Regions from separate parts of the Anas platyrhynchos genome. Here region 1 is linked to region 2. The links are chromatin contacts, called in public Hi-C maps. All regions are on one chromosome and are shown on one strand. The core of a region is the stretch at or near the end of the contact, and the rest is flanking DNA. Distances in the headings are between cores, read along the strand shown.

Region 1 (4,985 bases), core at 2,237-4,736, 230 kb after region 2:
ACCGAGGAAACAAAATGTGTTATAGATAGGAAATAACAGAGACAGGAGCTTATACTATACATGTTCCTATAAGTCAAGGTACCTTTTGTCACCAGGAGCACCCCAAGATGCCTGGTAACGTAGCGATGCATTGCAGAAAAGTTTCCTTTGGTATCAAGAGCAACACTTAAGGAAGGTTGCTCTGAAAACTCACATGGCTGGGTCAGTGAGTCTCTGATGCTCTCTGTCACGTAGAAAACTCAACATCTTAATTTACTTTTATTTCCAAGAAAAAAAAGGAAAGTCCCGACACATGGATTTATGTTGGGTGGTTCACAATTTTGTGTGTTTGCTTTTAGTATCCATCAGCAGCGACGAGGATTTCTCAATACCATGTGTTACGTGGGATTGCATGGGCTTGGAATTACTCACACAGTCTTCAGGTCTGCTGGGCAGACAGTTACACGAACCAAATCCCAGAGCTCACTAAAACATGAGATAGTGCTGGAAAGACAGAAACAGCGTTAGCAGAGAAGCGAAGATAGTAATTTATATGGGAAGTGGAAAATTGCCCTTTGGATGCCTCAGCAATATTTTCTGGCTTGGGAAAAAAAAAAAAACAACAAAAAACAAAAACCAATTTCTGCTCCCTCGGACTGTCACCTGGCCCCACAGAGAAATGTTTTAATACATTTTTAAAATGAGAAAGAAAAAAAAAAAAAAAACAAACACACTGCTGTGCTCTGCTCTGTGTTGCATTATTAAAGAGGAGATGTTGGGTCATTACTAATGCAGTAAAGCACCTGGACCTTTGCACTTTGTTTAAACATGCATATCTTGGAGAGGAGATTACAGGAGGATAAAGTACAATATTTTTCAGACTTAAGTGAGCTCAGGTTGAAAAAAAACTGCATTAAAAACCTAAAAAATAGAAAAGCCACTTACTCCGCTTGCCGAATTTAAGTGGCGATGCTCGGTTTGTTAACTTTTGTTAAACCAAGGGTCTTTTCTGTGTTATCGGAGGACGCCAGTTGATAAGGGGAAGGGTGTTAGCTGTGAGGCATTGCACACTTCGCAGCCTCCCGGGCCGAGCCCACGCTTCTTGCTGAAATCCACGGCTCGCCGGGAGCCTCCTGCTTCTTGGAAGCAGGGTCAGGAGTTGCTCTGGGGCTTCGGCGGCTCCTCCAGCTGCTCGAGCACAATTCCAGGCAGCGCTGGCTGACAGGGACTTATTGACCGCAGCTGCCACTGGACTCAGCCAGCAGAAATGCAAAATATCTACAAAAATCTGCAGCAAACAGGACAGTCCCGGGCCCCTTGTGCTGGCCGCCGCAGCGTGATTAGGTCCCCTCGCTTTTGGGGCGCTGCTTCTCCATCCATCTGAGACCCAAGCATGAAAAGCCACTTGATTGAGGATATTTTGATGAAACTTTCAGGTTCTGTGGGCTAAACACGTGTGCTGTACGATGCAATTAGTGGTGCTCTGTCTTACCCCCTCAGCACATCGCGAAACGTCCATCGCGTTGCCGCGATTGAAATTCTGTGCTGAGACGTTCGCAGACAAATGGAAAAAGAGCGTGCTCACCCAGATGGATAAAAAGGCCTCTGGTAATGACAGACAAAGTGTATTACAGGACAGGAATGTCATGCATGATCAGGTATTTCAGCTAGAGCATTTAGTTTTTTTTTTTTTTTATATTTTATTTTTTTAATTTTCCCTTCAACTCTTTTGGGAAGGTGGGTTCAGCAGCTCAAGAAAAGAGATGCCAGAGTTTCTGACAAGTTAATTAAGCTTTCACTTCTGAGTATTATATGTATAGTGAAGAAAAGAAACTTAATTGTCTTTGCAGAGCCTGACAAAAACCAAGAAAAATGCCTGCATATTTTCTCAGTTTTGTCTCTATTTTTGATACTTATTCAGTGTGAGCATTATACTTTCATGGGTTTAATTAAAAGCAAAGTTTTGGAAGCCTCTCAAATGTTAGTTTTGGTACATAGATGTATGCATTTAAAGAAATATTTATGTGAAATCTAAAGCCTGAAAGGAATGAGAGAGGCTTTAAAACAGATCAGCTGCCTCCCTTTATATCTTTTGTCCGGCTGCCCTCCACCTCGTGATATTTAGGATAACTTCTGAAGAGGTGAGGAAGCTGCTTGGTCCTCTTGGAGGGATTTATGAACCGTGAGTGCTCATATAAGTGCTAGGAGCATCTCTGCCTTTGGTAACCCCAATATTCAACTTCATGTTTTGACGTATTCATTTTTTATTCCTTCCATGCAGTACATAAGCAAATCAGAGGTTTCTAAACAGCTTCTTAGCAGTTAGAGGAGGAACTTTTGGTTTTGAAAGGAGCGCTTACTAATAAAATGGGGTTGGACTGTGGCTCCCAAGTGGCAGGGTGGCTGTGGGAGTCAGGGGTTGTCCAAAGGGTTAGACAAAATTTGAGTGAGGAATTAATTTGTGGCTCTGATGTGGGTGTGAGGGCTTGCTGGGGAAGTCCCTGCGCTGGCTGCTGCCCACGGCTGGCAGGACACACGAGGAGGGGATTGCTGTGCTCTTACACTGTGCGAATGGGTTGAACCTGTCATCATGCTGCTTGAGGATCTCCCAACATTTGCAACAAAAGTATTGAAAATTCTTCTTTGGAAGATGGAATTGAAACGCCATGACATACGTACAGGTCACTGCAAGATGGAGGAATGCTGGTGGCTGATGGATTGGTTAAGGGAGAAAAAAAGAATAACAAAATGGGAGCCCCGGGTTAGACAGAAGGGTCACAGGCTATCCCAAGCAGGACGCAATTATTTAATTAATGACCTCAGTTAGTGGCTATCACAGGGCAGCTTCCATGAATGTAATGTTAAAGAGAAACTATGAACATTTATAAATGTATCCGGAGAGATCATTTTACGGAAAGGGACTGTCTGCAGGTGTTTGAAGGGGGGAAGAAATGAACTATTATTTTTCCATGCAAAATCAGGATTTTTTCCTGATTGCTAGCAAGATCTTCCTTATGTACAAAGTATTTACCCTGCTCTGCACTTGAAGAGTTTTTCCTGGAAACCCCTGTTGGAGCTGGTACATTAAATAGTATTTCCATCTCTGACTCAAAACTTACTGGAAATCCAGTTATCAACCTTGGAGAGAGATAGAGATCTAGGGCATGATGAGCAGAAATTTGGCTGAGCCCTGGAGAAGCAGAGGCTCACTTAAAGGAGCGTGTGTGTGTGTCAGCGGAGATGCTTGAGGCGGGAGGAAGAGCTGACTATTTATTTATTTAATTACTCACCTTTGCCAAGCCTAGAAATCAGCGAGATTGTTAAACTGAATCCCAAAACATGCTATTTTTTTTTTCCTTTTTTTTTTTTTTTTTTTTCCCTTTCAATTTTTTTTTCTTCTTTAATTGCTAGAATAAAATATTTATCGAGCAGCTCCAGCCGTGGCAGGCTGCCTGGGCAGCACAGGAGACCTTGCTTCTCTTGCCTGCAATCTCCTGGTTCAGGCACCACCTAACGGCATCGCTGCAAAATGCAGAGCAGCTGCCAGTTGTGCTGCTGCGGCCAGAAGAAAGCTGCAGAACTTAATAGATCAAATACCAGTCCAAAAATGTAATAGCCGGAGGGAGCTGGCCTTCGTTTTTATAGTATAATACAGCCCCAAATGCCCAGGATATTATGATTTCACCGTGAAAATGCATTATACTACAAAGTCACCATTCATAGCAGCAGACTCGGGGCTTGGCTCAAATGATCCTGCCTAATAGAAACGGGGAAGCCTTAACTGTTTAAAACTTCTACATAGCATTTGAAGGAAAGCACTGCACTTTTTATTTCTCCTCTTTTTTTTTTTTTTTTTCTTTTTTTTTCTTTTTCTAACGTTTTTAGCGAGAGGGAGTGCAGAGCAGGAGCATTGCTCCGCTTGGCTTCGCTGCTTCTTGAGCGAGCTTTTTGCATCATTAAAGCATATCAGATGTGCTACTCCCATGCTACAGGCACAGCTACAGATAATTTGATAAGGCGAACACGCATAACTCAGGCTTGTATCAATAATTAATTTTTTTTAATACTGAGATTCTGGGGAGCCTGGGAACCTTGCTTTCCCAATAGCCCATCAGAGCGGCTGTCTAGCAGCCAAGGCTTCTAGTAAAACAAGTAGGCAAATGACCCGGCAGGAACAAGTCCTATCAGATTGATACGTTCTCCCGAATCATTTTGATTTCAGCACATCAGCATTTTTGAACAAAAGAGCATTTCATCAGAAACTCCTGGAACAGCTTTAGTTCTGACCTCGCTAACAGCTCGTCATGCTTCCCAAATGCCATTTCTTTACTCTCCTCTCACTTTTCCATCCTCCCCTCTGCCTCTCTGGTGCTTTTTGCTTGCTTCGTTTCTGTTTGAGAGCACGGTCTTGCTGCTGCCAGATCTCATCGTGTTGGTCAGAGCCTCAGCATATATGGGATTCTTCCCAAAGCCGCAGCCCCTGAGTGCGTCAGGCTCTCTGGAACGAAAAAAGACATGTCCAGTCCTCGTCGGCTTGCGAGCAAATCCGAAAATACCAAAACTGGACATTACAAAGCATTGTTTTAAACTAGCTCATGCTTCTGGAGTTAGAGAAAGAGCTAGCTGTGGATTTGAAGTGTCTGAGGCTGGCACACAGACCTGTGCTCTCTTCTTTGTTGGTTTTCATATTGCCTAAAAACTCTGGTGTTTAAATGGAGAAGGTGTAGGTGGCGTAGAGCTCTTACGTGATACGTAAGGACTGCCCTGGTGCATCTCAAGAGAATCACGGGGCAGAATCTGCTGGGTTTGAATATTTCTTTGCTTTTTCTCTCTGCCTCCCCTTGTGCATGTTGAAACGGACTCATTTCTAATCTTATCATCTCTTCAGAAATTAAAGATCAATGGTGCTGCAGGTATTTGCTGTCTCTGAAATCTGCATGTGCTTCCAGTTATATCTCATTAGGAGGGGTATCGTAGCCTCAGATTAACCTTTGTTCTCCACAATT
Region 2 (4,841 bases), core at 817-3,316:
CATGCACACCTCGCTGTGCTGTGCCACGCTGTAGTTTTCAAAGGTTAAACTACTTTTTGGTTCCCATTTTTAGAGCTGGGAGTTGCAGGCAGCTGTAGATCACATGCCAATTTATTTATAAAAAGGAAAAAAATAACGCTTAAAGTTTAAGAATGGTATCTTAAGAATGGTATCTTCCCTCCATGACTCAAGAATGGTTGTGGAGCTTCACTGTGAAGCCACACTTCCCTTAAGGATGTGCCAAACGGGACAGGTTGTCTGAAGACTGCCCCACCACAGGCCATCAGTGCTTGAGTTCTTCCCCAGCCATTTCTCTCACACGGCAGTTGAATCAGATGATTTATCCTCTATAAAGGGACCGATTATCCAAATGGGGTCATATATAATCACGTTTCTCTTTCCTGACTCCAAAATAAAGCTTCCAGAGCCCATGCAATTCTCTTTCTTAAATTTTGCTTTGTTTCCCCTTGGTTACATTTATACTACAGCTATTTTTTTGTTAATATGGTCAACAGGTTCCCCTTTAAAGATCATTCTCCTCCCTTTCAAGCTTGGGCTTGGTTTATTTTCAATCAGATGATGGGTGAAGTCGGGACAAGAATAAAAGGAGTCAGACTTTGTAAATTCTGTAATTTAGTCTAAAATTGACTATAACACGTATCCAAATTTCAACCTTTAATTCCCCAGCATCGTTTTGTTTTCTCTTAATAGTGACAATTCTTCTCTTGTTTGCCCCACGAATTCCCCTGTATTTTGCAGTGCATATATGACATACTCCCCTAATTAATATGAAACAAGGTAATTGCTTGTAGCCAGAATACTCCTTCCCTAACAGAAATCAAGTCACTTGAAGCAAGACAGCAGTGGGAATAGAAGGGCCTCTGACAACTCTTTCCAGGTGCAAGATGCTCAGAATATTGCCATAGCAGCATTCTGTTTTCTTCTAAATTACAGTTACAAAGCATCCTGGCTATCAGAGAACAACATGAGACTGACAGAGAGACAACAAAAACTGTACATTCATACCGCAACTCAAATCTCAACTTCTTCAATATTTATGTAAAAAGTCTACCGGTAACGACCACAGTTCCTGAATAAACAGTTCAGTTACTTGTAGTTTCACGTGAAGAATCAGTGATCTAATACATGTAAAAACCACTCCTGGCCAGTACGAAGATCACAGTAGTCTTAAGATGTAGAAGAGCTTTTCTCTCCAGGGAGTGTTTCTCAGACTGGAGGGACCCGAGCAGGACATGCTGCTGCCTTCGGGGCCATCGCCTACATGGGAACGTCAGCCCCAGCCCCTGCTCTCTGTGCTGCTCCCATGGCCCCAAACTGAGACCCCAGCAAGTGCTGTGCCAGCAGGGCCCTGCCCCTGCCCCTGCGATGCAGCACACGGGTGGGAGTGACACAGGCTGCTCTGAGCTCGTCTGTAGCTGAAGAGCCACAAACCAGCGATGCCCGGAGGATTTCTTCATCAAACCCTGCAGACACAACTCCACAGCCTGAGAAATTGTAGGCAACTTTAAGAAAAGGCTAAAGCTGCGTTTTTAAACCCCGCATGCTCACGAATTTCTGGTCCACATTACTGGAAGAACGGAATTGATACCAAAACAACTTCTTACAAGTCCACAGAAAGTTCCATAACCATGAACAAACATCAATGCATCTTACCTCAATCATTATATGAAAGGCGTGCTTGTAGAGAGGGGAAAAAACACAGGCAAAAGAAATTACTATTTAGATCAAGAATGGGATGAAAAAACAGCTTATAAGAAAAGAGACCAAATAAATTGCTTGCGGATCAACAACCAAAATAGTCATGGGGATAGCAATACCTTCCGTGCTAATAACAGATCATTTAAAATGAATAAAAAATCATTGATATGTTAGCAAAGAAAAATGGGCGAAAATAAAGATTTCAATACAGACCATTAGCTGAATCGATCATTGATAATTAAAAATTGACTCATCCATTACAGGTGCCTGAACAGTCCCATCAGTACAGAGCAGTACATGAACGCATGCAGGGTGTTACACGGACACAAGCTATGCAGAGGCATCTCGATGTGCTCACCGCTGTACAGCAGAGGGCAGCGTTGCATTTTTTAAGTTAAGACTGTGCTGGATTTAGTAACTAGCTGTGGAAAATGAAAACTTTTAAGCGTCTGAGTTGCAACTAAACATCACAAACGAATAGGTCTTCATATACCGGATCTTCAGTGCCCAATTTCATCAATAAATCTGGCAGGCTTGAGCTGTAACTAGAACAAGTGAACACTACCCAGCATGTATAGATTACAGTATTTAGGACTATTGCACCCAAATCATGAGTTTACAGACTGTCGGATAAAATGTTACCCAAATCTACGTCCCAGATCACAGCTACTGAAACTTAGCACACATTTCAGTGAGACGAGCCTGTCCGTGCTGCTTCAAAGTGGAGCAGCTCAGGCACCTGCACTGCTTCTCCTGTACCTGTGCCTCAGCCTTGTCTTCTCTAATTCCATCAGGTAGTTGGTGCAGCAGCAGGAAATGCAGGCGGTTGAAGCATTCAGCTGCCACGTAACAGAGCAATCATCCCTTTCCTCACCCTTTGTCTTTACATCCTTAGGATTCGCCAGCGCAGAGCCAGCAGCCTTCTCTCTGCGCTTGAGAACCGTCTAGCACACACTTAGCATTATCTGAATAATTAATAATAGAAAGGCTGAAGTAGTTCTTGAAGGCTAGGCTGGTTGCAGTCGGATTTACAGCTTGCTGTCTGAGCGCTGAGCAGACTCCCTGGCGGCCAGGGCCACTGGGATGGGGTCAGCACCCAGCCCAAGGCTCTGGGGCAGAGTGGCAGCGCTCGTACGGCCTGCAAGCACCTTTGGAAGGGGAAACAAATCATAGAAAACCCTAAACCTTGAACTAATTTCCATTCTTGGTGGTTCCAGGACAATAACAGCCATCCTGTGAGTACTTTAAAACCCCTACAAGTAAGGCAGCAGCACAAACCCCACAGCCCACGAGCACAGAAGTTCCTCCTGCAAAGCCTCCCGTGTTCCTTCGCCTGGAAGAGCAGCCAAGCAAAACAGAAACGCTGCTCAACCCGGGAGCCTGGCAGGGAATGGCTGCTGAGCAGAGCGATCGGTACATCCCTGCCTGCCCACAGCTACTGGGGCAGCAGCAGAACAAACAGGAACTGTTAAAGGAACTTAAAACCACTGAAACAGTTGTTCAGCAAACTTTGTTCCTAGGGCTGTAAAAGAAAATGTGTTAGAGAGAATGATTTTGCAGGTCTGTTTGCTATTAATATTCTCTGTTTACTAAGAATTCAGTAAATTCATTAAAAATAAGTAAAAAATAAATACAGACTTCTTGTTCCTGGTGGGATAATGGGAAACTCTGAGGAGTTGGGGTCCTGCTCACCACTCTTAATGGGATCAGCTCCCCCCCAGCTCTAATACACCAGGCACACATAATATTTTCCAAAAAGAGATGTATGCACATCATAGACCTTTGATTTTAAGGTCACTGCCTCTCCTTTCAGCCCTACAAACCGCCATCCCAGGCCTTTCATTAGAAATGCAAGGATCAACAGTTTAAGCAGTGTCTGCCTATTAAGGAAAGCAAATATATTTACTTCAGGGATCAACACAACTCTTTTATAAAAGTTGGGAGTAATTCAAAACCCCACAACATAGCCATCACCTAACGCAAACAGATGTAAACACACTAACTTACTGTTTATGCTGCCTGAAAACTACTTCTAAAGGTTTTATCTGGGGTTAGGGAAATTGCCGCGGAATTTGTAACCGCCTAGGACAAAAAAATACTGTCAGTGTGACCCCTTCCTAAATCTGGGCTATCCAGAAAACCCATTCTGAACTTTAAATGTGTCACAGATCTTCATAAAGATGGTGCTCAAAATTATTGTATTTCAAAGGTATTGCATCGATTCATTTGCTTGTTCCTAACCAGTGCCTAAAACATGATACCTTCATGTTCGTTCACAGTCCCTTGATTTCTTCAGAGAATGTGAAGTAAAATGCATTATTTTTGCACACCTTGTGAAGGGTGCGAATCTCCTACTAGTGATGTAAAAATTACCTGGAAGATGTCAGCCTCACACATTCAGGAGAGCGTATCTGAGGTTACGCAAACTGGACTTTATTAGGGAAAATGGTTAAAAAGCTCCTGAAGGTTGAGTACTTGGCCACAAACCCACAGAAATCAGCACTCCAGCCCTCCGTGCCTGTTCCTAGCACAAAGAGCATCGCCTCTGAGGAGCCATACCAGAGCTGGGCACCACGGCACAAGGACCAAAGGATGGCACCAGCTTTTCCCCTGCGTCATTCCAGCTGCTGACTGGAATCGATGCTAGGAGAAATTCTTATTAGCCCTGCGGATATAAATGCATCATTACAGAACGTGAAGTCATGCACGCTTCCAGCGGTCCAAATTTAGAGCTCATTCAGTTTTTCCTTTTTAACACGAACCTTGCCACTCATTGTATGCTAATGATTCATTAACCACTGGTACATACCCAACCCTAACTCCTTCCGAGCTGGCCACAAGCCCCAACTCAGTCTTCACCTATCTTCCAAGAAAAATTTCTTCCTACTTCCAATCTCTAGCCACAAAATTATCCATTAGTAACTACTTCTTCCATGATTTTTTTGGAAAACAAATCATTCACGTTACACACACACTTACCAAAAGCCTCGACACAGGCTTAGTGGCCTACACCAGATGTAGGAAGTCAAAAACTGTGGGAAGAGCAACACGTTTTGGTATTTATGTTCCCTCCCTATTAGTTTCCAGCACAGAATTTGTTTTCCCACTGGTACCTGTGCGGC

The links. Hi-C and Micro-C count contacts between places; a contact is called where the count stands out from the background.
Region 1: a contact with region 2 is called in a Hi-C map of subcutaneous adipose tissue, with 3 times the contacts expected there. The contact joins two enhancer-like sites. A contact is called at or near these places in 5 of 8 Hi-C or Micro-C datasets (F1 follicle, liver, skeletal muscle and 1 more).

Annotation. Positions count from the first base shown.
Region 1 is chr7:3,344,090-3,349,074 of IASCAAS_PekinDuck_T2T, forward strand. The region is part of intron 2 of LOC101798800 (a long non-coding RNA gene); the gene reads left to right. Among named protein-coding and RNA genes, the nearest start is that of ACVR2A, 190 kb to the left of the region's middle. Within about 2 kb of position 3,487, at least 3 of the 8 cell types and tissues checked have an H3K27ac peak or open chromatin away from gene starts, as enhancers often do. A contact at or near this core is called in subcutaneous adipose tissue, where this site is marked.
Region 2 is chr7:3,112,720-3,117,560 of IASCAAS_PekinDuck_T2T, forward strand. It overlaps ACVR2A (activin A receptor type 2A), which reads right to left. Exons shown (of 12, transcript XM_021275966.4): 5 at 1,675-1,698. Among named protein-coding and RNA genes, the nearest start is that of ORC4, 35 kb to the left of the region's middle. Within about 2 kb of position 2,067, at least 1 of the 8 cell types and tissues checked has an H3K27ac peak or open chromatin away from gene starts, as enhancers often do. A contact at or near this core is called in subcutaneous adipose tissue, where this site is marked.